5 separate regions of the Mus musculus genome follow, and regions 1, 2, 3 and 5 are each linked to region 4. A link is a contact called in public HiChIP or PLAC-seq and promoter capture Hi-C data. All regions are on one chromosome and are shown on one strand. Each heading gives the region's core, a stretch centred on a gene start, on an enhancer-like site or on the middle of the called end of the contact. The rest is flanking DNA. Distances are from core to core; before and after follow the strand shown.

Evidence for each region. HiChIP or PLAC-seq counts read pairs in DNA pulled down with a chosen protein or histone mark. Capture Hi-C pulls out chosen DNA fragments and counts their contacts.
Region 1: an H3K4me3 HiChIP or PLAC-seq map of embryonic stem cells shows a contact between it and region 4, with 51 read pairs. The contact joins the promoter of Cdh22 here to the promoter of Slc12a5 in region 4. A contact is called at or near these places in 3 of 39 promoter capture datasets (cranial neural crest, embryonic stem cells and maxillary cranial neural crest), 1 of 15 datasets of contacts at CTCF or cohesin (stem cell-derived epiblast-like cells), 32 of 484 Hi-C or Micro-C datasets (the N1E-115 cell line, bone marrow-derived macrophages, brain and 10 more), 11 of 115 datasets of contacts at active chromatin or transcription factors (embryonic hindbrain, embryonic midbrain, embryonic stem cells and 3 more) and 1 of 9 other capture datasets (embryonic stem cells).
Region 2: an H3K27ac HiChIP or PLAC-seq map of embryonic stem cells shows a contact between it and region 4, with 2.3 times the contacts expected there. The contact joins the promoter of Wfdc9 here to the promoter of Slc12a5 in region 4. A contact is called at or near these places in 1 of 115 datasets of contacts at active chromatin or transcription factors (embryonic stem cells) and 1 of 9 other capture datasets (adipose tissue).
Region 3: a contact with region 4 is called in a promoter capture Hi-C map of pancreatic islet. The contact joins the promoter of Wfdc6b here to the promoter of Slc12a5 in region 4. A contact is called at or near these places in 1 of 39 promoter capture datasets (liver) and 1 of 9 other capture datasets (pancreatic islet).
Region 5: an H3K4me3 HiChIP or PLAC-seq map of forebrain shows a contact between it and region 4, with 4 times the contacts expected there. The contact joins the enhancer-like site here to the promoter of Slc12a5 in region 4. A contact is called at or near these places in 5 of 39 promoter capture datasets (the C10 cell line, HPC-7-derived erythroid cells, embryonic stem cells and 2 more), 1 of 15 datasets of contacts at CTCF or cohesin (large pre-B cells), 1 of 484 Hi-C or Micro-C datasets (cortical neurons), 10 of 115 datasets of contacts at active chromatin or transcription factors (embryonic basal ganglia, embryonic forebrain, embryonic hindbrain and 4 more) and 4 of 9 other capture datasets (adipose tissue, liver, macrophages and 1 more).

The regions. Positions count from the first base shown.
Region 1 is chr2:165,232,453-165,237,860 of GRCm38.p6, reverse strand. It overlaps Cdh22 (cadherin 22), which reads left to right and starts at 3,124. Exons shown (of 12, transcript NM_174988.3): 1 at 3,124-3,306. It overlaps Gm36748 (a long non-coding RNA gene), which reads right to left. Exons shown (of 3, transcript XR_375215.3): 3 at 4,947-5,408.
Region 2 is chr2:164,653,117-164,658,484 of GRCm38.p6, reverse strand. Wfdc9 (WAP four-disulfide core domain 9) reads left to right here and starts at 3,519. Exons shown (of 4, transcript NM_001160414.1): 1 at 3,519-3,602. Wfdc10 (WAP four-disulfide core domain 10) reads right to left here and starts at 2,439. Exons shown (of 2, transcript NM_001039501.2): 1 at 2,287-2,439; 2 at 1,117-1,422. The coding sequence starts at 2,377. The coding sequence ends at 1,139.
Region 3 is chr2:164,611,628-164,616,976 of GRCm38.p6, reverse strand. Wfdc6b (WAP four-disulfide core domain 6B) reads right to left here and starts at 3,277. Exons shown (of 4, transcript NM_001012725.2): 1 at 3,104-3,277; 2 at 1,952-2,086. The coding sequence starts at 3,224. It overlaps Wfdc8 (WAP four-disulfide core domain 8), which reads left to right and starts at 3,351. Exons shown (of 8, transcript NM_001080550.2): 1 at 3,351-3,552.
Region 4 is chr2:164,965,882-164,971,271 of GRCm38.p6, reverse strand. Slc12a5 (solute carrier family 12, member 5) reads right to left here and starts at 3,284. Exons shown (of 26, transcript NM_020333.2): 1 at 2,818-3,284. The coding sequence starts at 2,869.
Region 5 is chr2:165,296,970-165,302,503 of GRCm38.p6, reverse strand. It overlaps Elmo2 (engulfment and cell motility 2), which reads left to right. Exons shown (of 21, transcript NM_080287.2): 10 at 513-563; 11 at 3,762-3,884; 12 at 4,161-4,295; 13 at 4,859-4,963; 14 at 5,049-5,157; 15 at 5,527-5,534. Among named protein-coding and RNA genes, the nearest start is that of Slc35c2, 12 kb to the right of the region's middle. Within about 2 kb of position 2,498, at least 25 of the 459 cell types and tissues checked have an H3K27ac peak or open chromatin away from gene starts, as enhancers often do. A contact at or near this core is called in forebrain, where this site is marked.

The DNA of each region.
Region 1 (5,408 bases), core at 1,875-4,374, 270 kb before region 4:
ACACACATGCCGGGTGGTGGTGGTGCACGCCTTTAATCCCAGCACTTAGGAGGCAGAGGCAGGCGGATTTCTGAGTTTGAGGCCAGCCTGGTCTACAAAGTGAGTTCCAGGATAGCCAGGGCTATACAGAGAAACCCTATCTAAAAAAACAAACAAACAAACAAAAAAACGCATATATACACACACAGACACATACATAAACATACAAGACATACATATAAACATATGTACAAACATATAAATATACATACACATATACACACATAGATACACACATATACATACATATAAACACATATGCATACACATAAACATGCATATAAACACAAAAATACACATATAAACACACATATACATACATATAAGCACACATATAAACACACACACACACACCCCTGTGACACCTGTTCGGAGGCACACTATGTTGGAACAGACCCCACTGTTCAGGCCCTAATACTGAAGCCCTGATGGTCAACTAGAGCTGACTTTGCCCTTCAGGGGACATTTGGCAGCTTTTATAGTTGTCACAACTAGAAGAAGGGGGTGGTGCCACAGGATTTAGTGAGCAGATATTAGAGACGCTGCTAGGCAGACTGCCATGCACAGGACGGCACGGTGACAAAGGATTATGGGTCCAAATGTCATGCGGTGGAGGTGAAGGGAACCTGTGTTCAAGAGAGGGCAAAGCCAGGGGTGCAGATGACTACTCCAAAGGCCATAATGTACCAAACCCCGCTGGCTCTTCTGATGGAATCTCACAAGTTCCTCCCAGAATAATCCCCAGCCACACCCCTCCCCCAAGTCCTCCATGACTTCATCCAGACCCTGGAAGAGCAAGAGCGATACTCTCCTTGTATGCTCACCTCATACATACTATAGCATAAAGAAACCTGGGATGTCCTAGGCCTGTTGCTTGCCTGGAAGCAACAGTCCCTGTCCCTTCAGCTCAGAGGCCTGAGGAGGATCAAAATCCCCACTATCGCCACTATTCCATGTGCACTGTGACTTTCTGCAAGTTTCACGTTTCTCAGTGCCCCAGCCTCCCTGTCTATAAATTTGTAGGTTGTCTGCTGTGTCAATCAAATGAAATAATCTACATAAAAATTAATAGGTAGTACAGGGCTTACTAGCTGCTGTTGTTACATTGGTGTCATCTGATCTGAGTCAATGCTGGGAAAGAGACCTCTATGACACCCCAAGATTTTCATGGGATCTCTTCCTGTTCTTGCCACCTACTGCTACAGTCAGAAGAGCCCTGGCTTACCCTCTTCCAGAGCAGAGAACCCAGGCAGGATGTACTAACTAATCCACTCTCACCACTTTGCCTGTGTATTCCTGATATTCCAAAATGTTTCCTCGTCTGTAAAATAGGACCGATCTGCATACAAGCAAAATCACAGCAGTTCTGACGATGGTGAATCTCAAGTGCTCCCAGAACCCAGGACGTGAGGCCGCCGAGAGGAGGTTTTTGGATAAGGGTAGGAGGCAACCTAAAGGGGAAGGTGAGATGTTGGGAGAGTAAAAGGTAAGGCTCTAATGGAGTTCTGGGGAGAAGAGACTTTGTGGCTTACCCCACTGTGTGCAGGCAAATGTGGAGGCTATCACAGCCCAGGCCCAAACAACCTATGGCCCTGTAATTAGGTCAGAGTCCTGAGGGGTCAGCACACAGCCAGGCCTGGGGCAGGGACAGAAAAGAAGGATCCACAGCTGCAAAAAGTGAGTCGGGGAGAGAGGGAGAAAGCAGAAAGTGTGGAGATGCATCTGGAAGGCCAGCCTCTGGTCTCTGAAAGCATGAAAGAGTAGAGGCTAAGAATAGAGAGGTTGGGGAGGAAAAAGACCAGGAGACTGCACAAAAGCAACGCTTGGGAGATCAATGAAGGGAATGAACCGAGAGAAGAAGGACTTAAGGGAGGGAACCGGCTGTCGAGGTGGAGAATAAATCTCAAAATAAATAAGAGTGATGGAGTTCAGCTGGAAGGACTAGAAATGCAACCACCCAGAGGAGACACCAGTCACTAGGGAGGAGTGGGAGAGTGGAAATTAGAGCTCCCGGTGGTGAGCAGGCCAGGGCGAGCTGGAGTATGGGTCCCTAGGGACCATCAGGAATCAGGGTCTCGGAGGGAGGGCGTTGTCACCTCTTTAACTCAGCGTCTGTTTTGCAGGCCAGGATGCTTGGTTAGGGGCAGATGGCAAAGACATACAGCTGCACGGTCACTTCAGTCACCTGGCTGGCACCCATGCAGCTAAGAAAAAGGAAACAGTCTAGGCAGAAAAGACATCGGGCATTGGGCTAGCTGAATTTGAGCAAGAACGGAAAATCTGGCTTTGCAAGCGTTTCTGGACAGTGGGGGGTGGGGGTGGATTTTATTAGCCTCATGCTAGAGGGCACGAAGTTTAGGCTGGACTGTCTTGTTTGCCTACTCTTTTATTCTGGCTGGAGGCACAGGACTTCCAGAGCTCGCTCCTAAAGAGGAATGACCAGCGTGGCTCTCTTCCCAGGACAACTGACCTTCCACCTGCCAGCAGACTCCCAGCCCCGGGGCAGGGGCTCTGTCCACCTCAATGTTCAGTGATTGTCTCTGAAGCCTCGGTCTGTGCAAAGGGCCTTTCTGGGCAGCCAGCCAGGGGTGGCCACTTGAGAAGCCCGCCTCTACCTTCGCTTGCACCCCCTTCTTTTGAAGCCGGGCTTTCATAGTGTGTGGGGGAAGGGGGGCTAGATGCAGCGAAGTCTGGCCAGGGGAGTGGTGGGGACAGGGTCTAGTCTGCCACGGGTGCCTCGGGGCAGCTGAACCGCCAGGCAAGGAGGGAGCCCGCTCCCCTCCTGGGGGCGCTCCCTTCGCGCGGATCTGGGCTGGGAGGAGGAGAAGGAGCACTCCCCCGGGGGCTTTCCCGCTGCCGGCGACGGGGGAGACGGAGCCTCCGGGCCCCGCAGGCGAGGGAGGGGTGCGGTCGGGGCGGGGGCCGGGCTCCCCGGCTGGCTGCGGGGTCCGGCCCGGCGGCCGCCTGCGGCTCGGCGCTGCTCGGCGCTCCTGCCCGGCGGGCGCTGCATTCTCCGAGTCTCCACCAGAGGCTGCGGGAGGAAGGAAGGGATCCGTCCCTTGCACACTTCCCCCCTAGTCAGACACGCACACTCCCTCGCTCTCTCGCTCCTCCACACACGCGCGCACTCGCCGCCGCGGCTCCCCCTCTCGCTCCCGCTCTCCCTCGGCTCCTCCGAGCGGACGCCAGAGCCGGACCTGGCTGTGATCCTGCCGCTTGCTGGCGTCCCAAGGCGCGGACCAGGGTGCAGTCCGGCCGCTCCCCAAGGTAAGAGCGCGCGGCACCCGCGGGAGGACAACCGATCGCCGCTGGGGAAGGCTGCGGGCCGGGAGGGTGCACGGGCCGGGGAGAGGCGGGCGCGGCGCGGCGCGGGCTCCGGGGCAACAGCTGAAGCGCGCCCATCCCGCGCCCCCTCCCCGGCGGGGAGACAGGGACTTTCCCACGTCCAAACTTTCCCCGGCGCGGAGCCCAGCCCGGCCACCTCCCGGCCCGGGAGTCGCGGTCCCTGTGTCCTGAGCTCCAGGATGCCCCCGAGGCCGGGGAGGAAGGGGGTGTCTGCGCCAGGGGTGTAGGGCCGGAGTGCGGGGAGGGGTGGGGAGATGGAGAATCCAGCCTCTGTACGGGCCGGGACCCCGGCATTCCCGCCGCCCACCCCGCGCCGCCCCGGCTCGGCTCGCAGCCCCTCCCGGAGGCCCGGCGATCGGCGCGGCGGGAGCGTGTGCGCCGCGCGGGTGCGTGTGCGGGTCGAGCCGCGGCGACACGCGCGGCTGCGGCCACCCCTGGGTGGGGTGAGCTGGACAGGCTATGAGGACCCTTGTGGCCCTGCCGACGTGACCCCCTGCTCCCTTCGGCCGTCGGATGGCCGGTGGAGATTGAGAGGTAGCTCTACCCTCTTCATCCGCACACGACTCCGGGGACTCTGTCCCCACCACGGAGAAGGACCGGGCTTCACAGGCTCACGTCCAAAGCACGCGCCACTCGGGACTGACCCTCCGGAGGCCGGGGTGCGGAACCGGGAGGCGTGGACCTTGCGACTGTGAGGGCGTACAGGCTGCGGGACCCTCGATAGACACTATCCCTAACCACGTCTCCCTTGGCTCGGGACCTGACTTCGCCACTTCCGCTGTGGCCTGGTCGGGTCCCTGCCCCAGCTTGGGTGCTGCTGGAGACGACCCTGTAGGGTGCAGCGGGCGGAGCGCAGAGAGAGGCTGGAGTCCCCCGAGGTCTCCCCAAGCCGCAGAGGCACCCCCTGCTGGCGGGCACAGCAGCGACGGCTGAAGCCTGCGGGGCCCGGCCGGTTGAAGGCTTGTCCGGCTCGCGCTGCTAGGAGCCCCCTGCTTTCTCTCCTACCCTTCCTAGTCGGCGGCGGCGTTGGTCGGAGGGTGTGCGTTCCATCTGATGAGCTCCCTGGGTCCCAGAACCAGCAGGAGTGCTCAACTTGGCCAGAGTCTTGATTGTTAGTATTGGCTACTGCCTCTGCTTCTTCTCCTTCTGTCCTGGAAGCCTATCCATTATGTCCTCTGTCCCTCAGAGTATCTCCCACGCTAGCCCACCAGTGCCCACCCTGACTCTTTTTGGGATGTGGGGGCTTGGCCCGTCTCATCCTCAGTGTTGCCACCTTCTTTCACCCTTCTTGCCTCAGTGTCTGTCAGGTCAGAAGGCATCTTCTTCCCCAAGCCAGCCTCTACTCTGCGGCAGCAGGATTCCCGGCTTTTTCCAGTGTTCCCTTAAACACTGCTTGGGATGAAGTGGGGGTGTCTCTGTGATCTTCCTTCACTACAAGAGTACCTGTGCTCCCCAGCAGGTGCTTTACCAAGCTAGGTCTCTCAGCCTAGGACATCTGCCTCTGGGGCACCCTGTCTGATTCTATCTACCTGGGCTGTCCTCCTTCCCATCCTGAAGTATTTATTGGAGGGTGGGTTCTGGGGTCACAGGGCAAACACTATCAAAAGGCAGAATGGGAACCCAGACACCCTGATATCCGGGCCTCACCAATTGTATGCTGGGTGAGTGTGAGGGAAAATGGATCCATTTCTTGTCCTCAGACTGCAGGCAAAGCAGGAAGGCGTTTGCTTCCATGCAGCATGAGGTATTTAAGGTAGATCCCCAGAGCTCTCAGGGGGAGAAAGCTGTTAAGTGAAAAACTGTGGTGACCCTGGGTACATGTGTATAGTGTGTGTGTGTGTGTGTGTGTGTGTGTGTGTGTGTGTGTGTGTGGCTTGGTTGCTTTTGCACAGAGGCTGGGCCTCAGCCTCTTTCCCCCTCTGGGGTTCTCTGTGTCCGTATCCTGTGGAGTTCTGAGACTCCCTGTGAGGCCTCGGGCTGGAGATGGAACAGGGATCTTCACCACAGCAAAGTTTGGAACAGTT
Region 2 (5,368 bases), core at 2,270-4,769, 310 kb after region 4:
AGATTCCAGGGAGAGGTTCCTGGGCTCTATGGTCTTACCCCTGAAAGTGACTGTGGATCACGCTCTCTCCCCACCCCCTCTCTCCCACCCTCGGTCCCTCCCTCTCTTCCCTCTCTCCCTTTCCTGGTTCCTGACGAGTTCTCCTGCTATAATGCTTCAATCTTGACAAGTGTCACAAACCAGTGCAGCCACCTCCCAGTCTTGAATTCCAACCAGTGTTTGTGAGCATAGCCTTTCTAGGTTAGCTGCCTTATGTCTGCTAATTAATACAGCCACAGATGACTGAATCTTAAACTTAGCATCCAGGATCATTTGGGGGGGGGGCTGAATCCCCAGACTGGGAGGGAATTAGTACACCTTGTGATTAATGTCTACCACCTGTAGCATATGGGCAAGTCATATAGCTACCTTGTGCCAAAACATTTTCTGCGGTGTCAACACCAACCACTGGCTTCCTCTCTTTCTGCTATGCCTGTGGATCAAAAGAAGAGTCAACAAGAGGGTGGCTTGGAGTTGGAGGGGGGACATCCAGTTAATGAAGTCACCGGAGTCTCAGATCCCAACTCGGGCTCCAACACTGGAATATCCATATCCTCCAGTGATAAACAAGAAGAAATTTGGCATGTGAAGAAAAAGTGAGCAAAAAGAGTCCAGAGGAAATACCCTCCCCTAATCACATGAGACCCTCTCACTCTCTCCTAGTGCCTAGTCATATTGCTCGACTTCCCTGGATTGACTATTTTCACTGTAAACAAATCTTAGCCGGAGAACCCTAAGAGCAGCTGGGGGTGACCAGGGCTAAGGAGAGGAAGCCATTTTTGGTGGGGGGCGGGGGACTCCCACCCTCTACCTCAGATTTTTCTTTTAATTCTCTGCCTGTATGATGCTTAAAGGTTTTTGTGAACCCAAGGCAAGGAATGTTCTCTTTAGCCCTGTGGCATGCTGTACAGGAGATATGTGTTGTGGTAGAGCTGGTTTGGTGTGCTGGAGCCTCCTGGAATTGGAGTGGGTGCACAAGACAACAGGACAAACTAGAGACAAATTACCAACAAGGGGTGGGGGTGGGAACTGGGCCCGAGAGGAGCGCACTGGGCATCAGTGATTATTAAGAGTGTATATGAAGGAGGCAGGTGCTTGTTTATTTAGTAACAGCAGTGGTGAGAGATGACAAGGTAATTCCAGGCAGAATCATATCTCCTTCAAAGCTGGGCGGGGACCCACTCTCTGGGTAGACATAGTCAGAGGGAGGGGTGACAGGCATCTCCCATACGTCTTTATCCAACAGGTTCACGCAAACATTGCCACATGCAGCGGAGCAGCAGATGTTATTTGCTTGGCAGTCTTGGTGGGCTTCACAATGGCGGCTGCACAGATACCGTTTGGGCTTCCCCTCACACTCCTTGATCTCAGTGTGAACTGGTGCTACAAAAAGGGGGACGGTCAGGTAGGTGAGCAGAGTGGCTGCCTGGAGAGAATCCCTCTTGAGCTTAAAGTTCCAGCAGTGTGCTGAACACTCCCGCTGTGCCTGCATTTTCCCAGGCAACTTTTCTGTTTGTGCTCAGTCCTGCTGATCAGTTGTGTTTTAAATCTCATGCCCCGTGATAATCTCACCACCTCCCTATAGCTATTCGTGTCTGGGTCCCCTCTTCCTCTTCCTCATACCTACACCCACGACCAATCTCTCCTAGTAGAAAGAGCCGCAATGGCGCCATCTCTGTGAAATGTGTATTCTTACCCGGCTCATAGAAACCGGAGGTAGTTCACGGACCCTTTCAGCTCCTTAGAATTCTCAGGGTCCGTGAGGCTAACAAATCGGCCTCCAGCCTCTCTGTTTCCTCTGCTGTCTTGCTGTCTAGTGAAGTGTTCTGTCCTCTTCATCATTTACTTTTTACCCACCCCCACCCCCCACCCCAGGTGGCAACTCCATCCCTACCTCTTTCATGATCAATGTTTTGGTTTCTGCACCTATGCCCATTTCTACACCCCTCTTCCCCACTGAACACCTCTGAGAGTTTAAGCCCTCCCAAGTACGAAAGTTTGCCCCCTGGATTTTCAACCATGGGGCCCCTTCCATCACCGTTTGTTTCTGAATCTTTGGAACAAAGGGTGAGAATCGCACGTTCACTGTGCACCTTATCACTGTGTCCGGAACCATAGCTGAGGGGCCGTGGTCACCCAGAGTCAGGACAGTACTGCGGAGCAGAGTATGCAGTCGTATCCCTTCTGGGTCTGTTCTCAGTTGCTCCTTGCCAGCTACCCACAAACCCTACTCATCCAACCACCTACCTTCATATCTCTGCCTTCGCTGGACCCCTCCGTCGGCTAGGGAAAGCAGCAACAGCACACCAAGGAAGAGCAGCAGATTCCTGGACAGCATAACTGCGACCCAGGCGGTGAGCTCAGATCTAGTCTGGATGGCAGACTTTCCCACAGCAGGACGGGGCCTCTCTACTGCCTCTGCTGGCCAAATCAGGGCAGAGCAGTAGCCGTCCTGTTTCTTCCCCTTTTCTTGCCCCTTGCCCTTTTTCTCTGTGGCTTTTCTCATAAACGAGATCTCTTTCAGCCCCCTCTTCGCGCTAACATAATTTCCTCACGATATATATAGTTTAGGGCTCAGGAGATTGAGTAAAGTGTTTGCAGATAAAGCTGACCTGGAGGCAAATGTCTGTGAGCCAGAGCCGGGATTGTTGGTAGAAACAGAAGGCTCTCAGGGTCCTGCCGGGCTGTCTGGAGCTGAAGCTGTGAGTCTTAGGGTTGGTGAGGAATTCTGATGTTTACCTCTAGTGTCCATAAAATAGACTCATTTTTAAAAAGATTTACTCTGTGTGTGTCTGTGTGTGTGTGTGTGTGCGCGCGCGCGCGTGCTCGCCACACGTGACACCAGGACATCAGATCCCCTGGAACTAGCATTATCCACAGTTGGGAACTGAACCCCCGTCCTCTGCGAGAATAGCAGGTGCTCATTACCACCGAGCCGCCTTTCCAGCCTCGATCCTGGTTCGCTATTATCTCAGTTTCCCCGGGCACGCCACACAGAGTCTCGTTTTGGCTCAGACCCATCTTCTGCCCTTTTTATTTAATCCTGTAACCGTCTCCCAAGATGCCTTTCCGTCAGTGATTTCACTTATGTCACACACACACCATCATGTATGTCCTAATTCACGATGTTCTGCAAGATGCTCAAGGCTGAGCAAGGTGGGGCTGTGGGCAGCAGGCAAGGAAGGGATGAGCAGGGATTGAGGAGTGCCCAGGAGATGGTTACAGTCTGCACATCCAGATCCATCCGCAGCACCGTAAAGACTCTGAAATTTTGTTCCTGGCTTTTTAAAATATCTTTTCTTTATCCTCTGACAACCTCATACCTGTGTATAATGTGTATTGATCCTATCCGTTCTCAACCTTCTCCACCCACTGCCTCTGAATTCTCAGTCCCCAATATGCCCACCTTCATGCCCCACACCCCCATCTCTGCATACCAGAGGACCTACATATCTCCGGCTTGGCCCCACCTCTTAAAGGTTATATCCCTCTTACTATTGTTACTCTGGGGACCACGGCTCCAGCACAGGAACCTTTGGGGAACAGACTACAAACCACAGCAGGTACCATTTTCCTCCTCATCAGTTTCCCCTCAGTGTGTTCCCACACTGTCACACTGGGGCTTCCAAACCCCGAGCTCTGTCTTTGTACGGTTCGTCCTCCTTGGCCAAGTGTGTGCAGTCTTAGCATATACTGTGCAGAGCACCAGTGTACACACACACACACACACACACACACACACACACACACACCTGTAATCCTGTAGGCCAAGTTGAGAGGAGTCTGCTCTTTGAGAGTGCTAGACCTCTTTGTGTGTGTGTGTGTGTGTGTGTGTATCTGTGTGTGTGTGTGTATCTGTATGTGTGTGTATCTGTGTGTGTGTATCTGTGTGTGTGTGTGTGTGTGTGTGTGTGTAACAGAAGAGGACATTGGGTACCCTTCTCTGTCACTCCCTACCTCATCCCCTTGAGATAGAGTCTTTCACTGAACTTGGAGATTGCCATTTTTCATCCTGCCTATGTGGCTAATGCTCCCTTTTCCCATCTGCCTTTAACACTGGGGCTACAGGTCTATGTGGCACTGCTAGGGTTTTTTTTAAATGTGAGTGCTGGAATCTGAACTCAGGTCCCACGTTTGCCCAGCAGTCTCTCTTACCCCTGTGTCACCTCTCCAGCTCCTACTGTCCTTCTCTCAGGCATTTGGTGAACACATTTCTCCATCCACCAAGCAACGATTCTGTGGCAAGATCCCGACTGTAGGGTTGATCCCTCTGTTTCCTTCCTTGTTTGCTAGAGGGCCATTTAGCTTTTATAAACACCTTCCCTATCCAGTTTCTTTACCTCTGTGAAACCTGGAGAGCGTTTGTGTTAGCTTGTACTTGGCCCATCAAAGGAGAACCAACACTGAGCAGGATGCGAAGTAAAAGAGGATGCATGACCCAAAGCCGAAGACGATCCTGCAGTTCTAACGTGCAGGAGGCTGAGGCAAGAGGGCTGTCAAACCTGGGCTACATGGTGAGACCATTTCTCAAAAAACATCACTACCAACAGAGGCAGGTGCCTTTGACTCCCTTCCTGTAGGTGAGCTTGGATGATTCAGAAAGACTCTGTACCCAGTGGCCGAGGAGTTCTGGATCAGAGATAAAGCTGTGGAAGACACACAGTGTCCCCAGCCCACACAGAGGTGCCGGCTACATCAACACAGCCCAGTGCTTTCACTTGAGAGAGTGCCAAAGAAATAGTCTGTGAGCTGACACGTAGCTCCTGAACTGAGCCCAAAACTCTGCTACCACAAAAGTCAACCCTAACTCTGTTTTTTTTTTTTGTTTTGTTTTTTGTTTTGTTCTTTTGTGCTCCGTTCCAAATTTGGACAAAAGAGCTGTCAGTCTGCTGTCACCTGTAGACAAGGGAGTGTAAAGCATGAGTTTTACGGCTGGCTTAGGTAATTTGTGCCTGGAGTTGTGTCAGCATCATCCTTGTGATATGGGTTGGGGGTGTCCTTGCTCCCCTTCTCTGGGATGGTTAAGAATACCAGCAGTGTGCAACGGAAGGGCATTGGGCATCACCAGGATCCAGAGAACCTTTCAGGGGGCTGGCTAAGGTGTTAAAGTAAGATCACTGTCTTTCGGCTTCTGCAAGTATCAGACATATAGGCAGGTAAAACGCCCACACATAAGCTGGCAAAGAGTAGAAGCTGACAAACATGATTGTTTATAACTTCTGTGTATGTGTGTGCATGAGTGTGTACATGAGTGTGTATATGTGTGTGCATGAGTGTGTATATGTGTGTGTACATGAGTGTGTGCATGAGTGTGTACATGAGTGTGTAT
Region 3 (5,349 bases), core at 2,028-4,527, 350 kb after region 4:
ATGTTCCTGTGTTCTTTCCTTCCACCAGGAATGGCCACCATCTAAATCCAAGCCTCTCCAGTCTACTGGACATCAGATTCCAGAGCGACTCATCCACTAGCTCATGACAAAGTTGTCCCCAAACCCCAAACTCCATGTCCTCCCTCTCCACTGCTTCTCTCCTTCGTTGCTCCTGACACACATCCTTTCAAACTTGTGCCTGAAAGTCACCAGAACCCAAGCACAGCACAGGGGCGGTTGGATCACAGGGAGGGTCAAGGCCAGCCCTCCAAGTTCCCCTCTTCATCCAGCTTCACCCTCTCCACTTGCCAGCGTTTCCAGTCCTGATCCTGTCTCCTAACCCAGGGCCTTCCCATGAGCACTTGCTGGTGTCTGTCAAGCTGTCCCTCCCCACATCTGCCTGCACACTACCCATCCTTCAGTTTCCAAGGCCTGGATGCCTTCCCCAGGAAAAGCTTTCCTGTCCACGGTGAGCAGGTGGAGCCCTCAAGGGTGTCATGAGCACCCCGAGTATTTGCTGACTGGTAACACTGGGGGAATGATTTTGATGGTCTTTTGTAGGACTCAAGGATGTGACAGAGAGAACAGAGAATAGGAGGCTAGAAGTGAGAGAGAGAACAGAGGCCTGGACAGAGAAGCCAGGAGACCCCACACCTGCCCAATGTTACACACACACCTGCCCCATGTCACATCCACACCTGTTTCATGTTACACCCACACCTGTCCCATGTTACACCCAATCCTGCCTCATGTTACAACCACACCTGCCCCATGTTACACCCACACCTGCCTCATGTTACAACCACACCTGCCCCATGTTGCAACACACTTGCCCCATGTTACACACACACACACCTGCCCCATGTTACACACTCACATCTGCCCCATGTTACAACCACACCTGTCCCATGTTGCAACACACTTGCCCCATGTTACACACACACACACACACCTGCCCCATGTTACACACTCACATCTGCCCCATGTTACATTCACACCTGTCCCATGTTACACACACACCTGCCCCATGTCACATCCGCACCTATTTCATGTTACACCCACACCTGTCCCATGTTACACCCACACCTGTCCCATGTTACACACACACTTGCCCCATGTGTCACACACACACCTGCCCCATGTTACACACTCACATCTTCCCCATGTTACATCCACACCTGTCCCATGTTACACACACACCTGCTCAATGTTACACACACCTGCCTCATGTTACACTCACACCTGCTTCATGTTACACTCACACCTACCCCATGTTACACACACCTGCCCCATGTCACACACACCTCTCCTATGTTATACCTACACCTGCCTCATGCTACACCCACACCTGCCTCATGTTACACACACGCCTGCCCCATGTTACACACACATCTGTCTCATGCTATCCTACAGCCAGACACACTGTTGGTGTTTGATGAGTCTTTCATAGCCTCTGAGTATCTCAGAACAGCACCACAGGGCAGCCAAGAGATCACATGACCCAGTACCTACATCCATGTTATGAAAGAGAGAACGGAGTCCAAAATGGGAAAGCCAGGGCTGGATCAACAGCTCATTTCTACGAGCACCTACTGCCCTTTCAAAGGACCTGGGATCAGTGCCTAGCACCCATTTGGCAGCTCACAACCATTTGTATTACCAATTTCAGAGGATCTGCTGCCCTCTTCTCTCCTCCATGGGAACTGTATGGATGGGGTACCTGCTGTATTCACTCAGGCAAAACATATTTACACAGAAAATAATCATTTTTAAAAGAAAAGTCGATATTGTTTGATTCAAATACTTGAAGAAAAATGAAAAAGGACACTCTCCTGCCCAGCAGTGACATCACTCAACACCATGAGAATCTGGGTCACACACAAAACCCTAGTGACCCAGAAGACCCGGCAGTGCCAGATCAGAAGGGCGGGAACAGGGATGAGACAGGTACCTTCGCTGAGGTCCAGGCATTTCCTCCCACAGGCGAACAGGCAGCACCTTTCCTCCCCTGGACACTCTCTGTGTCGTAAACACTGGTTTCTTTCTTCAAAGTCACACTTTATTTTATTATACTTTGGACATGTTCCTATGGGAGGAGAAGACGTGGTCCTGTGAGGGGTTGAAGGAAACACTGTTCTCCCTTCCCAGTCCCAGGGCACGCCTGCAGAGTTCAGGAAGCTTGTTTGTCCCTCACCTGTCACTAGGAGGAGGCAACCCTCAGCAGCTCAGGGTTTTCACAACACTGGCCACATCTTCATCTGTAATAACTCAGCATCCAATCTCAGGACCTTCTCTATATAAGATTTTCCAGAGAGAGACCCAGCCCTTTAGAACTATCCTGAGCTTTGTCCTTGGTTGGCCCCTGTTGCTCTCACTGTTTGCCCAGATTGTTGTTTTGAAGGTTACTGTGACAGAGTTTGGAAAGCCTTGGTCAAGCAAGGTCCCGGGGTTAAATGAACAGTGGGTCATACTGATGAAGTACTTCCGGGGCACTTGGCCGTTCTCCTCACTCCTCACTCCTCACTACACAATTATGAGTGGGCCTGGACAGTGTTGCACACACAGAGCACGGGGAGGCTCCATGCAGAGCCACACAGCTCCCGAGGAGTGGTCTCAGAATTCACACCTGTCATGTGACCTCCTAAGCATCCACTTTCCACCACTGCCTTCAGTGCTCAGAATCTCCGTGCATCATCACGCTAAGGGACTCCTGGGGGCTGCACTTTAGCACCCAGGGAAGGTCCTCTGTGACACAGGAAAGCTTTGGGGAGCTGCAGTGGGCAGGTTTGGGAGCTGATGGGGGTGGTGCTAGGAAGAGGCTGGGCCTTCAGTGGAAATCCCTTTGGCTAGTTAATCCCCAGGTCCATTTAATGCACACTAGCCCCAGCACTTCCAGGAAGCATTCTTTATAATGGTGGGGAGTTAACCACCACAGACCAAAGAGCTGTGTCCAGCCAGGCCATCTTCCCAGGATATGGGGAAACACTGACTCCAAACATCACCCACCAGGGCCAGGGGCTGAGGTGAGGGAGACACTGTCACCTGCAGTGTGTTTTGTTCTCTAACCCCATCAAGTTTCTTAAGAACTGGACCCAGTACTTACTTATAAAGACCCCCTCTGCCAGCGCAGGTTCCTGGATGCTCCACAGGAGGATGAAGGGGACCAGGAATGGCAGAAGTCCCCAGAGTCTCATTTTAGGAAGCAGTAGCCTGTTTGGAGGCATTAAACCAGGAGGAGTTTGTCAGTGGCTCCGGCCTCTGCTGCCCCAACAGCCCAGGAAGCATCTCTGGACAGGAGCCAGCACGTTCCCTCCCCAGAGGCCGTCAGTGGACTCGCTGTACCCGCAGTGCAGACTGTGGGGAAAGGGATCTGGCATGCTGGTCAGGGCCTCTGCTGGCGGTTCCCTTCCCTCTCTCCATCCTTCTCTTTTCCTTGAGACAGGATTTGACCTCTCCCAGGCTGGCCTCAAACTTGCTATGTAGTAGAAGTTACTGATCCGTCTGCATCCACCTCCGCAGGACTGGGATCGCAGGTCTGCATCACCTCACCCAGTGAGTGTGGGGCTGGGGGTGGAATCAGCTCTTCACGCATGCTGGGCAAGCAACGATCAGTTGAGCTGCATACTGTCCTGGCCGCTGATTCTCCTCATCTCTGGGCTAATTATCTGTGGCTTTGACCCTGTGTCTCCTTTGTCTCCTTACAATGTCTCTCTGCCTAGGTCTCTTCCTCCTTCCCCTCAGCCCCCTGTGGATGTTCCCTCTCTTGTCTTTGGCTCAGACATCATCTTTAGTCACCACCCAAGAGTAAATTCTGTCAGGTGGACAGGAAGCCACCATTCCTGGTGAGCATCAGGCCAGGAGATGGCACCTCTAAGGCAGGAGAACAAGGGAAGCTGAGAGCCTCTGTCCCAAGTGCAGGTTAGCGGGGACCACAAGAAACAATGACTCAGTCAGCTGCAGGAGGGACTAAAAGTAGTTCTCTGATTGCTCTGGAATATTCCCTCAACTTAAATACTGAAGCTTTAGTGAAGGAGCGAATGCAGTGTGGGCACAATGTGAGCCATGCAGGGGTAAACTGAGGCAGGGACCGCTGGCAGCAGCCACATGCACTTGATGCACCCATCTACAACTGCAAGAGACAGTCCCACAGCGTCTGCTTTGACAAACCGTGCTAAACGTCCATCAGATAAAACCGACCATTTTCAGGTCAACAATTTCAAGCCCTTGTGATACTCATGAGATTGTGTGTCCTATCTGCTGGTTCTGAAATGTTTTTAATCTCTCCAGCTGTAAACCCTGTCTCATGAGCAATCACTCGCTAGCCGGCTGCAACCCACTCCAGCCCCTGAGACTGCTTCCCATCTTGTAGGGCTTCCTGCGGTTCCTGTCTTTGCCTGTGGTGAGTCTTCAGTCCGGCGCCTCACACACACGCTCCACCTCTGAGTTACATCCCTAGCCCTCTCTTTCCTTTCTTAAACTTTTAAGAGAGACCATTACTACCGTGCCCCAACTGGCCTTGGATATGTAATCCTCCTGCCTCCTGAGGATGTGATCACAGGCCTGAGCTACCATGCCTGACTTCTGCCCTGGACATTTCTTCTGTATGGAGTCATACAGTAAAGTATGTGTGTGGAGAGGGCTGGGGGTGGGGGGACCAGAAGGTAATTTCCGAGGTTGTTTGTTTTTTCCTCTTCTTTTCCTTGCTTGAGGCGGTCTCCTTGTACTTTGCTTCTGTAGCGTGTATTCCAGGGTAGCTCGCCCATCAGCTTCCAGGAAATTTGTCTCTGTCTCCTATCTCACTGTAGGAACACTGGCCTTATAGATGCATGCATTACTTTGTCCAGCATTCTATGGGTTCTGAAGATCTGGACTTAGCTCTCCTCTCTTCCAACTCCACTCCTCCACGTCTGCTCCCCACGGACGCATGGTTATATCTTTGTGTATCATGAGGAGCCCAGTTAATAACATGTGCTGCAGATTTCAGAGTTGCTAAGAGACTAACAATGATATCTTAGCTACCTCAAATTGGCCCGCAATGTACCCATCTCATATTTCATTCTACCCCATAAAAATGTACAACTATCATTTGCCCAGTAAAAGTTAAAATGAAAAGGGCAATGTGTACGATGTTCCAAAGGGGAGAGCTAGGTTGCGTTAAAAAAAAAAAAATGAAAGCAGATGTTAAGAGCTAAGAAAAAAAAAAAAACAAGCGAACTAAATCTAATTGAAGCCACGAAGAGCAACATCATTCCAAGCACTGAAAACCAAATGACAATGTATCACTGACTACAGGACTTAAAAGGCAAATTCATGGGTGGCCTTCCAGACACATTTTGTTACTAGGAATTT
Region 4 (5,390 bases), core at 2,035-4,534:
TGCTTTCTTTGCCTCACCAAGTGGCGCTCAACGGGCTGGAAGGGGGACATCCTGGCCGGAGACCCCGTAACTAGGAGGCCTGGCGCCGGTCTCCATGGCGACAGCGAGGACCGACCGCGCAGCGCGGAGCCGAGCCGGCCACGCGCCCGCAACCACTTATGTAACGCGGCGCGCAACGCTTAGCCAGACTACAGGCCCGATCCCGGCCAGCAGAGGAGCGCAGAGGAGGGGGCAGCTTGGTAGGCTCGTCCTGGGTTCCGCCTTTCCATCCGCTGCCTGGGCCAGAAGCCAGGCTCCCGGCCCCATCAACCAAGGGCTGATTTTGTCCCCTGCCTGGAACGCTAGACTCACTTGTTAAGGGGGATGGGGAGCAAGCGTCTGCATTCTCAAAGGAACAGGGCAACGAAGGGGAAACTAGTCCTAATTCCCTAGAGCCTGGAGTCTGGGTGATGGGGGAGAGCCTAGAGGCGCGAAAGAGACTGGCCAGACCCAGGCTGAGCCTTCCCCGCCCCCGCCCCCGCCCCCGTCCCCGCCCCTTGGGAGCTCTCAGCCTGAATCGGCTTTCAATTAAGCTGCGGAGGCCAGAGCTCGCCCGGAGGAAACAGACGCAGGCTAAGGAGCCTCCCCCGGGGCCTGGGGCTGAACCTGGAGGGAATCCCCACGACAACTTGGGGAGAGAAAGGGGGCATCAGACCTCAAAGGGAAAGAAGCTCTAGGTGCCAGGGATAACATCCTCGGAGTCTTCTTTGACCCAGAGGAGTCCTCATACTCTCCCTCGAGGTCAATACCCGGATCCCTCCATACAGTTCCAAGAATCTAGGCTCAGAGTCAGGGGCTCTTGGTCCTTCTTTGATCAGACCCAGGAAGTATTCAGGGCCTCCTACCACCTTCATCAAGCGTCCAGGATAGACCTTCCCCCCTCTGGGACGCAGAATGCTTGACCCAGGTTCTGGACACTCTAATTCCAAGCGCTGGACTCTATATATAGAAAGAGAGTCTCCAGATGGGCCTGCTACACTCGGCGTCTAGAAATTAACAGAGAGGCCTAATAACTGGAAAGAACTACTAGTCAGAACCCCACTTCCAGTACACATGTGCGTCTTTACTAGGCCTTTGGGGACCCCAAAGAAGCACGGAGGTACAGTGAAGGTGAAGGTCGGTGGAGAATGCAGATGCTAAGGAATCCACTGAACCCATTCTGGGGAGCAGGGATGTCTCATAGTGGAGGTATCAAAGGGGGATCCCGGGAAGAAGTGGCATCCCTTCCCTTAGCTTCAGGAGCACTGCTTCAAGATGCCTGGAGCTGCAGCAACTGGACTTTACAACTCCCCTCCCCCTGCAGCCAAGGGAGCTCTGTCTGATGAGGTGACCCCAGGGTCACTGGAGAGATGGATGAGCTGGCCAGCAGCAGTTCTGTCCTCAGTATAGGACTCAGCCCCATGGGAGAATGGGAAGGGGATATCTCGGACAAAGGATCAGGGACTCTGGTGCCCCCAGCCTTCCCACGCCTCTAGTTGGGCCTGACTGTGATCCAAAATCAAAGACCTCAGAGTCGAACCTGCTAATGTCTGTGAGCTCATGCTTTTAGCTCTTGGGGTCTTGGACCATCTCCAGGGGAATCTCGGCCCAGAGGGTCAAGCAAAGCCTGGGGGAGCGTTTGAAGGCGCTGAGCGCAGACAGCAGGCACTGGAGATGCGCTAGTGCGCAGGGGACGCAGCGCCGCTTAAGGGTGGGGGCTGGGGGCGGCTGACAGCCGTGATGGATGGCTGAGACCGCTGGGGGGCAGCGAGGGGCCTGGGAGCCCGAGGGGGTGGCTGGCCCCAAGACCTCGGAGCAGAGAAACGGCAGTAAAGGGTGACGGAGAAACGGAACAGCACACGGATTTGCTCCAGAGCCCCTTAGCTCCTGGCAAGTCTTTGCACCCACCGCAGCGAGTCCGCAGTGTCGCCACAGCGGTGGGGAGTCAGCCACTAAGACCCCGTTTCTGAGGCTTCACCAGGATAGCTAAGAGAGCTAACTATAAAGACTTCCCCCCCTGCCCCGCCCTGAAAACCACACTGTCGCCCTAGGGTACCAAGAGAAGGGGGGAAAAGAGCGAAGAATAGGATCTTGCTTCCTGTCCTGAATAGGAACCCACGGAGAACCGAGAGGAAGAGGAAATCGGCAAAGTAGACCAGAAAAACCCACAGAAGTGGTAGCTTCAGGTTGAGATAAGGACTTCAGGAAGCCTTGGGGGAGGGGGTTCTGGTTGCACCAAGTGTCCCCTTAAGGAGACACTGCAGCCCAGACGAGAGCTATCATATGCCTCCAAACCCCAGAGCCATCACAACCCCCCCCCCCCACCTTTTAGCTGGAAACTCAAAGCGAGGAACTGCAGCAGACTGCGCCCCTAGAAGCTGCTGGTCCCTGCTCTGCGCCAGGACGCCCCGGTCCCCTCTCCGGGAAAGGAGCCTCCCTCCTGCACGTCGAACAGCACGTCAGCCCTGTTCTAGCTATTTCATCCCCTTCCCACGGCCTCTCCGGTTTAGCTAATCCAAGTCTGCCCCCAGGCCGTGGATCATTCCAACCCCCAGTTCCGAATCTGCCTCGGAGCGCGGCGCATTCCAGAACCGTGGACAGCGCCTAGCGCATTCCAATGGAGCTAGCCTCCCTGCAGCCTCCGGCATCCGCCGCCCCGGTCAGCCCCAGGCTGTTCTCTGCAGGAGGCGGCCCCGGCTCTGCCCCCCACTCCGAAGCTGCCCTCCTCCTTCTCCTTCTCCTCCTTCTCCTCCTCCTCCTCGCTGCCCCCTCCCCCGCCGCCCCCGGACCACTGCTTACCGGGGTTGGCTCCCCCATCGCCGTCCTCGCAGTCCGTCAGGTTGTTGAGCATGGTGGCTGCGCGGCGCCGGGCTCGGGATGGCTGCGCCGCTTCGCCCGCGCCCCTCTGCCCGCCTTCTCCGCTCGCTCGCTTGCTCGAGCTCTCTCGCTTGCTCTCCGCTCCACGGAGGAAGAAGCTGCAGTGCCCGCCCGCCCGGCGCACACACACTCGCACACGGACACACGCTCACACCCGCGCGCGCCCCCTCTCAGTAGCGGCGCTGCTCACCTCATCCCGTATGCAGGAGGCGTGAGCCACTGGCGGGTTTTCTTTGGAGGGGGGGACCGGAGGGAGGGAGGGAAGGGCAGAGAGGCGGGCAGAGAGCTCCGGTGGCCCCCTCACGGGAAAACTGGGGGCTTGCGCGGGTGGTATGGAGGGGATGCTGCGGGGGACGCGGCCCTCGCTTCCCTAGAGCAGACGCAGCCCCCCCCCCCACTCTGGCGCAGGCGGGGCCCGGCACGTGGGCAGGTGCCATCCCGCGCCCTAAAAATAACGGCAGGGAACTAGGTCGCGGCCGTGGGGAGGCGGCCCCGCAGCGGCTGCCTGACTGAGGGTCTGCGGTGACCCCTGAGAGAAAGATGTGGGGGACTGAGGTGGCAGGGGCGGGCGCTGTGGAATGTAAGGGCCCCAGGGAGCTGTCTACCAAACTGGTGAGGTAAGGCCTGGAGGAAAGAGAACCAGACCTTTTCCCAGATCGGTGTCCTAGCGCCTGAAGCCTAGGAGAAAGATGGGGCCTAGGCCCCCATCAATGGGGCACTGTGCTGCCCCGAGGGGACTCAGGTCAATGGGTCTGTTTGGCCCATTCTGTTTTTAAATCGGTGGCTGCCACTAGAGGAGTTGTAGAGAACTCTCTCATGGTGCTCGGGCTGGTTGGAGTCTCAGAATCCTAACCCCAAGACAAGACCCTGGAGTCCACACCACAGACAAGGGGATTTCTCCTGTGGAATGATCTATGGATGAAATGCAGCGAGGAACAGGGAGCACTGGGGTCCTGTAGCACTTCCTTCCCACCCGAGATGGTGCAGCCTCTAGGGAGGGTATGCTGGCCCCAAGCTGGCCAGGAACTGAGTGGGGGAAGGGGAGAATGAGGCCACCTGCCGGTTGGGGACCAGATTTTCTCCTGGGGCGGGAATGTCTAATCCTCTAATCCAGGATTGCTTTCTGAGGCTTCCAGGCCGGACATGCTCTCCTGTCCTCCTCTTCTGAAACCAGCACCCCCCCCAGGAGCTTGATTACCCTGGGACCCCGAAGCCAGACTTGGGCCAATGGTGGAGATGCTTCAGAAAGTGACATTTGAGGTTTAGACCCTTTGCATCTAGATCTAAACATACTAGCAATGGAAAGAGGAAATAGCTATACAGTCACCCTGGTTCCCAGCTTGAGTCCTCAAAAATCCCTGGAGAATTGTAGGACAGAACTGTTCATCTTATCTAACGTATAGCTTTCATTTCGTAAATGAAAAAAACAAAAACAAAAAAACTAAGCACCCAAGAGAGAAAATGACTGCCTAGGCACACAAAGCCAATGAGTAGCAGAATTCAGTCTAGAACCCATTTCTATTTACTCCAACTTAGGTCTCTTCTCAATAGAACCTCTTTTTAAATTGATCTTGCCTCCAATGAAAGAGACAAGAATACAATCATATCTACACTACCAGCTGCCTCTGATTCTCTGCTCCAGGGGAAAAAAATCAGCAGAGTTTGAGTCTGGGATGGGCTTTTCCCCTTCTGTGCCCAGGTTAGAAAAATGCAGGACTAGAGGCGACCCCTTGGCTGGAGCAGTAAGCCTCCCGTGTCTGCGAGATACTCTTAATAGGCAGGCATTTTCAGGACCTTGGACAGAGTCGGCAGACAAGCTGGCTCTATGGAATCTGTCAGTGGTTTCAGACTAAGCCAACAGTGGGGTCTTCTTCGATGGACTCAAAGGTGCTTCTAAGGGATTTGCCAACAAGGTGCCTACGCCGTTTGGTTTTGAGGACACCCAGATAATCTGTTACGATGGAGAATTAACATTCAGACAAGATGTGAGCATTTGGCAGATAGTGTTAGCTCAGTAATAAGACACAACCAAACCTGACAAGCCAAGTTCAGACCTTAGGACCCATACCATTAAAGATGAGAACTGACTCTTGCAAGTCATTTGCACACATACACAATAACAAAAACAATTTAAGAAGGTGTAAGTACTTGATACCCTTGGCTGTCCCAGAGTCAGTCAGTTATACGTGTCTCTCTCTCTCACACACACACCAATCTGTATTATTCTGTAGAGAAGTGTTAAAGGGCAAAATGTGAGGTACGTTTGTCTGAGCAGATTTGTGGAGGCGAGGACCATTAGGGCATGCTTCTTCATCTCTGGTCCTGGTGCCATTGCTTCTCTGATCACCCTGGGAGTAAACCTATCCGTGGGGACGTGAGAAACAGATGAAGGCCAGAGTGACTGCCTCACTGCCAATCCTCACTAGAGCTCTGACCTGGAAGGCCACTCAAGATGTGGGAAATACGGGTTCTATCCTCTCCTCTGCTGCAGAATT
Region 5 (5,534 bases), core at 1,249-3,748, 330 kb before region 4:
TTTATTTCCTGGATACTTAATAACTAAAATGTTGCTGTTGAAGTTTGAGCCAAATATGATGGACAGGTGAATCTGATGTGAAATGTTACCCAAAGGCCCACAACACGTGACTCTCGCAGTGAGGTCTGAGCAACCATACCCCCGTCTCACAGCCCAGTCTGCTGCCCAGGGTTCTTCAGCTGTGGCCATCTGCCTGGAGTGGTGCATGTCCTGCCGTGTGCTCTGCGTGCAGTGTCTGTCACCAGCATGCTTGTAACACATGTGTCTTGTCCTCAAGCAATCCAAGTCTCATGAAGACACGAGGCGTTATTGTGCCCCGAGGAAGGGAAACTGAGTTCATTTGCATTCATGAAAAAAGCAGGGAAAGTTTTAGAGTAAAACACATTTGATGGTCAGTGGATTTCTTCACCGTTCATTTGAAAGGAGCGCATTCGAGCTGTGAGGACCTTTCCCCTGACAGCAGTCACAGATGCCACCTGCCTTGCCTTACGTGTGTTGGTTTCCCTCCCTAGGACATGGCCAATGCCTTTGCACAGAAGCACCTTCGGTCCATAATCCTGAACGTGAGTTCCCAGTGACTGCCTTTTGTTAATGCTTCTTCCTGCTGCTGGTGGTCCTCACCATCCCTAGGATGCCGGGCTGTGACTGTCACCACTGGGGGTGGGGGAGGGGGCTTACTAACAGACGCCGGGCACTTCACTTCGGAATACTGAGCTTTTTTTTGGACTCCTCTGAGCCAAGCTGCATCTGGGAAGCCATCCCCCATGGTCCCCAAGAGATTGCAGCCCCTCCAGGGAGAAGGGGAAGGCCTTCTCCACTGCCTGTTACAATATAGACCTGTTAAACCAGCTGAGTGGGCTGAGACCTGGAGCACGCAGAGCTCCTGAAGCCTTGTGCTCTGCTGGGGAAGGTGGGGCCCAGCACAGCTCTGGCCAGGAGAGGGAGGGCAGGACCAGGGAGATCTGCTTTGCAGGGAAAGTCAAGAAGCCTTTCCAGAAGCTGGCTGCTTCTCAAGTATTAGGCACCCAGGCAAGACACCAGCTTAGACCTTAGTCTCCCTCCCTCCCAGCACAGCCCTGGGAGGGTCAGGCTGCGGCACAGGTACAGCTGGACTCTAGAGTACTTGCTGGAGGGCTCGAGAGGAGTCTGGAAAGGTCTTCTTCACTCTTATTACTGTAGCGATGGTAGGGGTTGTGTGAAGGCAGCGAGTGGAGTGAGGACAGGAGCCAAACCCAAAAGGAAAAGAGTTTATTAGTTGTCAAAAACAGAGGAAAATCCAGAGACAGCAGTGAAGGTAATAGACAGAACATCAGAGTCAAGCGTGAAAGATTCGACGCTGACAGTGGCTTTGGCCGTTTTCCAGTCTGCCTTGATCCTGAGCAGTTGACCCTGTGTCCCTGGGCTTTGATTTTGCTTAGCTGAGTGTGAAGACTGAAGGAGCTAATACATAGACCATGCCTGACAGCGTGCATGGCAGCTGTGGGCAGCAAGTGTGTGTGTGTGTGTGTGTGTGTGTGTACATTTGTGTTTGTGCATGTATATGGTAACAGAGCTCTAGAAGAAAACTCTAAGCAAACCTGCAGAGTCCGATGGCTTTACCTTGAGTGACTTGATCCCCAAGTCACTGCAACCCTGCTTCCTTCCAACAGATGTGGAATGGGGAGTGCCCATGCTGTGGGAACTCCAGAACTGCTGCTTAGGTACCCGCTCTACATGTGGGCACGGGGAGGCATTTCTGGGAAAAATCTGAGTTTGAGGCTTAGCTTGATGGATGAGAAGAGGGTCCCACCGAGTAGACAGCTGAGCCTCGGGCCTTAACTGACTTGGCAGGCAGTGCCTACATATGCTGTCTAATGAAGCCAGAGAGCTGCAGCCATGGCTGGTAGAACACTTCCTCCCCCTCGCCTGAGAACCGTGAGCAAAACCCAGGAGCCACTGCCGCTTCCCTTTCTACATAGCCATCTTGTGAGCCGTGAGGAGGAAGGACTAGAGGTGGACTTTCAGAGCAGTGGGTGGAGGGGGTAGAGAGCAGTTGACAGGGGTTTGGAGCAAGGTGGAGGATGAGCTGTAATGGAGGCCAGCAGGAGGCCAAGCCCCAGGCTGTGAGAGCACAGGAGAAGGACAGGAGTGTGGGGGCTGAAGAGGGCCCCTGATTTTGAACTAGCAAGAGACATGCTGGAGAGGTAGAGAGGGCATGCGGATGTCAGCAGGAGCTGGGGTGCAGGAGCCACCTCAGTTCTGTTCTGAGGGCAGCTGGGCAGGGCAGGCTCTGTGCGTGTTCAGCTTGCGGAAGTTCTGTCCAGAGAGGACGCTTCCTGGAAAGACTGGGGGCCTGAGTGGGTGATAATTTCAGTGGGATTCATCCTGTGTGCAGCTTTGGGAACTGTACTGGGCAGCAGAGATGAGCAGAAAGCCCGAGGGCCAAGCTGAGGGTGAGGCCTAGGTAGGGTAGGGTTGGTGGGGAAGTACAACTCAGATCTGGCATGCATGGGCTTAGAGATGGTCCATCAGCAGGGCTAAAGGAATAGGGAAATGAAGGTTGACGGCCAGGAAATGTAACCCATGATACAAAGACATTTCAGTATGCAACAGATTGATTCATGGCGCATCAGGGACACAGTCAGCCTTCTCACTTCACACTAAGGCTCCCAGGACTGGTGTGTTGTAGACAGCACGTACTGTAGTTTAGACCTGGCTAGTATCTACCAGCCATGTGAGCCTAGGATCATCAACTTGTATGGCACAGGTTGACAAAAGGCTGGTCTCGAGGCAAGGCAGGGGTGGACGGGCCAACTCCGGGGAGCTCTGCAGAGATGTAGCACTCAGTGCTGTGCTGCCGGCCCTGGCCATGTTAGGCACACAAATGCCCACAAGTGACTAGCGGCTGCTACACTGTCCAGGGAGGTTCTAGAGTCAGGGCTACTGAGTAAGACCTGAAGGACACGGGTAGGGACATGGCAGAAGCTGCACAGGAACCCCAGGTGACAGGATTCACGACACGTAGGTTGGGAAGTCCAGGAAGCCAGGAGGAAAAGCAGGCTGTTGTGGGGTTAAGGACAGGTTGGAGACCCACGTAAGACACCCAAAGTGATTAGCCAAGGTAGCCAGGGAGAGAGAGAAACAGTCAGAAGGTGAGAAGATGAGGGAGGCTGGGGCGCCAGGTCAGAGGGATTTGCTGAGCTAGCATTGGGAGGATAAGGGGATGGCTAAAGGACAGGCAGGGGCTGACATGGGGTGACAGGAAAGGAAAGGATGGGGAGGGCGTGTGAGGGTGCCTAGGAAAGCCAGTGGCCTTCCTTATAGGTGGCTCCATGTCACTTAGGGTGGCCTAGCCTCGAGCCTGTCTAGCAGTGGCCCTTTTCCACGTGCTCGCTGGTGCTTTGGCTTTAGTCCTGTGAGGGGCAAGCCTGGCTGGGTTTAGCTCTGCTGGCCTGCTCTCTCCCTGACCCCCTCTCTCTCTGGGCCCCCTCCCGCCCCCACCTCTGGTGTCCGAGGTTGAACCGTCATTCTCTGTTCCACTTCCCCTGCCCAAGAGTGGAGAGGAAGGCCTGTGTGAACCTACTCTGGCCGAGTCTAGCCCCCTTCCACTCAAGAACATGCAGGCACCATGACTGGAAGGAAAAGATCCCTGTCCAGTGTACTTAACACACACACACACACACACACACACACACACACACACACACACACACACACACACACGGCACTTTAGGAAAGACAGTGCACTGAGTCTGTGCCTCCTTCTGCCTTTCTTTCTCTAGCATGTGATCAGAGGGAATCGTCCAATCAAAACAGAGATGGCCCATCAGCTGTATGTCCTTCAGGTCTTGACCTTTAACCTTCTGGAAGAAAGAATGATGACCAAGATGGATCCCAATGACCAGGCAGGTGCTGGGGGCCATCCTGGTATAAGCTGTGCTGTTTCTTCATGGCTGTGGTCTTTCCGCCTACAGTGTGTGCTGAGAATGCTGTGTGAAGTGGTCTCCTCAAAACTGGTGTGGGCCACATCTCCCGAGGACTTGGGACAAAGGCCTCTTCTGTCCTTCCATCCTCCCGCTGGTCCATCCCTGGAGACTGGCTTGGGAGCACGTGCCCTGCTCTCTCTCTTCCCTGCTTCTCTTGGGAGCTGATCGCCCTGCCTACTGCGTTCTCCCTCCCAGGCTCAGAGAGACATTATATTTGAACTGAGGAGGATTGCCTTCGACGCAGAGTCTGACCCCAGCAACGTCCCCGGGAGTGGGACTGAAAAGCGCAAGGCCATGTATACCAAGGACTATAAAATGCTGGGCTTCACCGTAAGTACCGAAGTGTCTTCTCCGCCCTGGCAACTCCCCCTCCATAGTGACAGCCCTGGAGTGGCAGACACAAAGAGATGAGGGCCTTTGGCTTGCCTTGGCTGTGGCCACTTGGTGGGCGTAAACCAGATCCATCAATTACAGGCCCAGGAAGCCAGCCTCGAGGGAAAGGGGACCATATGCCTGCAGTGGGTAAAGTTCTGGTGTTGTCTTCTCACCTTAATGGTGCCAAGGTTTAGCCTCCACCTTTCATTTCCCTACCCCTGTCCCACAGTGGAGAGGAAGGGGTGGCACCCGCCGCAGCCTGTGTGAATCAACTCAGCAAGGCAGCTTGCTTGTCACACAGCTGCCGTTGACTGTGGTCAGGTTAAACACGGCTCAGCTGGGAATGAGGCTGGTTTAACTGTACTGTGTACCTACGTGGTAGGATGAAGCAGCCTTAGTCCAGTGCTCCAGGAGCCAGACGAGCTAGGGTGGAGCCGAGAGAAAGGGAGGACAGGCTGCCCCCAGGTCACTCCACACAAGGACTCCCAAGTTCACACCCGCTCTCCTGGATTCTCCAGAACCATATCAACCCAGCCTTGGACTTCACCCAGACTCCTCCTGGAATGCTGGCGCTGGACAACATGCTGTACCTGGCTAAAGTCCACCAGGACACCTACATCCGGGTAAAGAGCAGGCGGGGCAGCCCCTCACTCCTGGGACCCATCCACACCCGCCTCCCCTCACCCCCCACGTCCTCTCTGCTTGTAGATCGTGCTGGAGAACAGCAGTCGGGAGGACAAACACGAGTGTCCGTTCGGCCGCAGTGCCATCGAGCTCACCAAGATGCTCTGTGAGATCCTGCAGGTCGGGGAGCTCCGTAAGTCTGCAGCAGCCAGTCTCCAGCTAGAGGTGACAACAGCCAGATGTCAGGAGGGACCGGAGGGCCTTAGGCGGGGGACATTGTTCTTACTCCCACCCCCATCCGTGGTGATCGTAGCTGCTGTTCTGTGAGCTCATGATCTAAGGTGTCTCCAAAGCTCCCCAGTGCTGTGTGTAAGGGCTGGCTGAGTTTGTAACAGGGCAGAGAGCTAAGGGCTTGAGGAAAGCCCCTTCTGCTCCTTGATGGCTGTCATCATGGCCTGTTTTCTTTGTCCTCATGACTTGAGTGCAGGGAATTCAGAGTTGCCAGATGGGTGCCCTAGTGCCTGAGGGCCGAGCCTTCGTGCTTACAGTTTCTTCTCCACAGCTAATGAA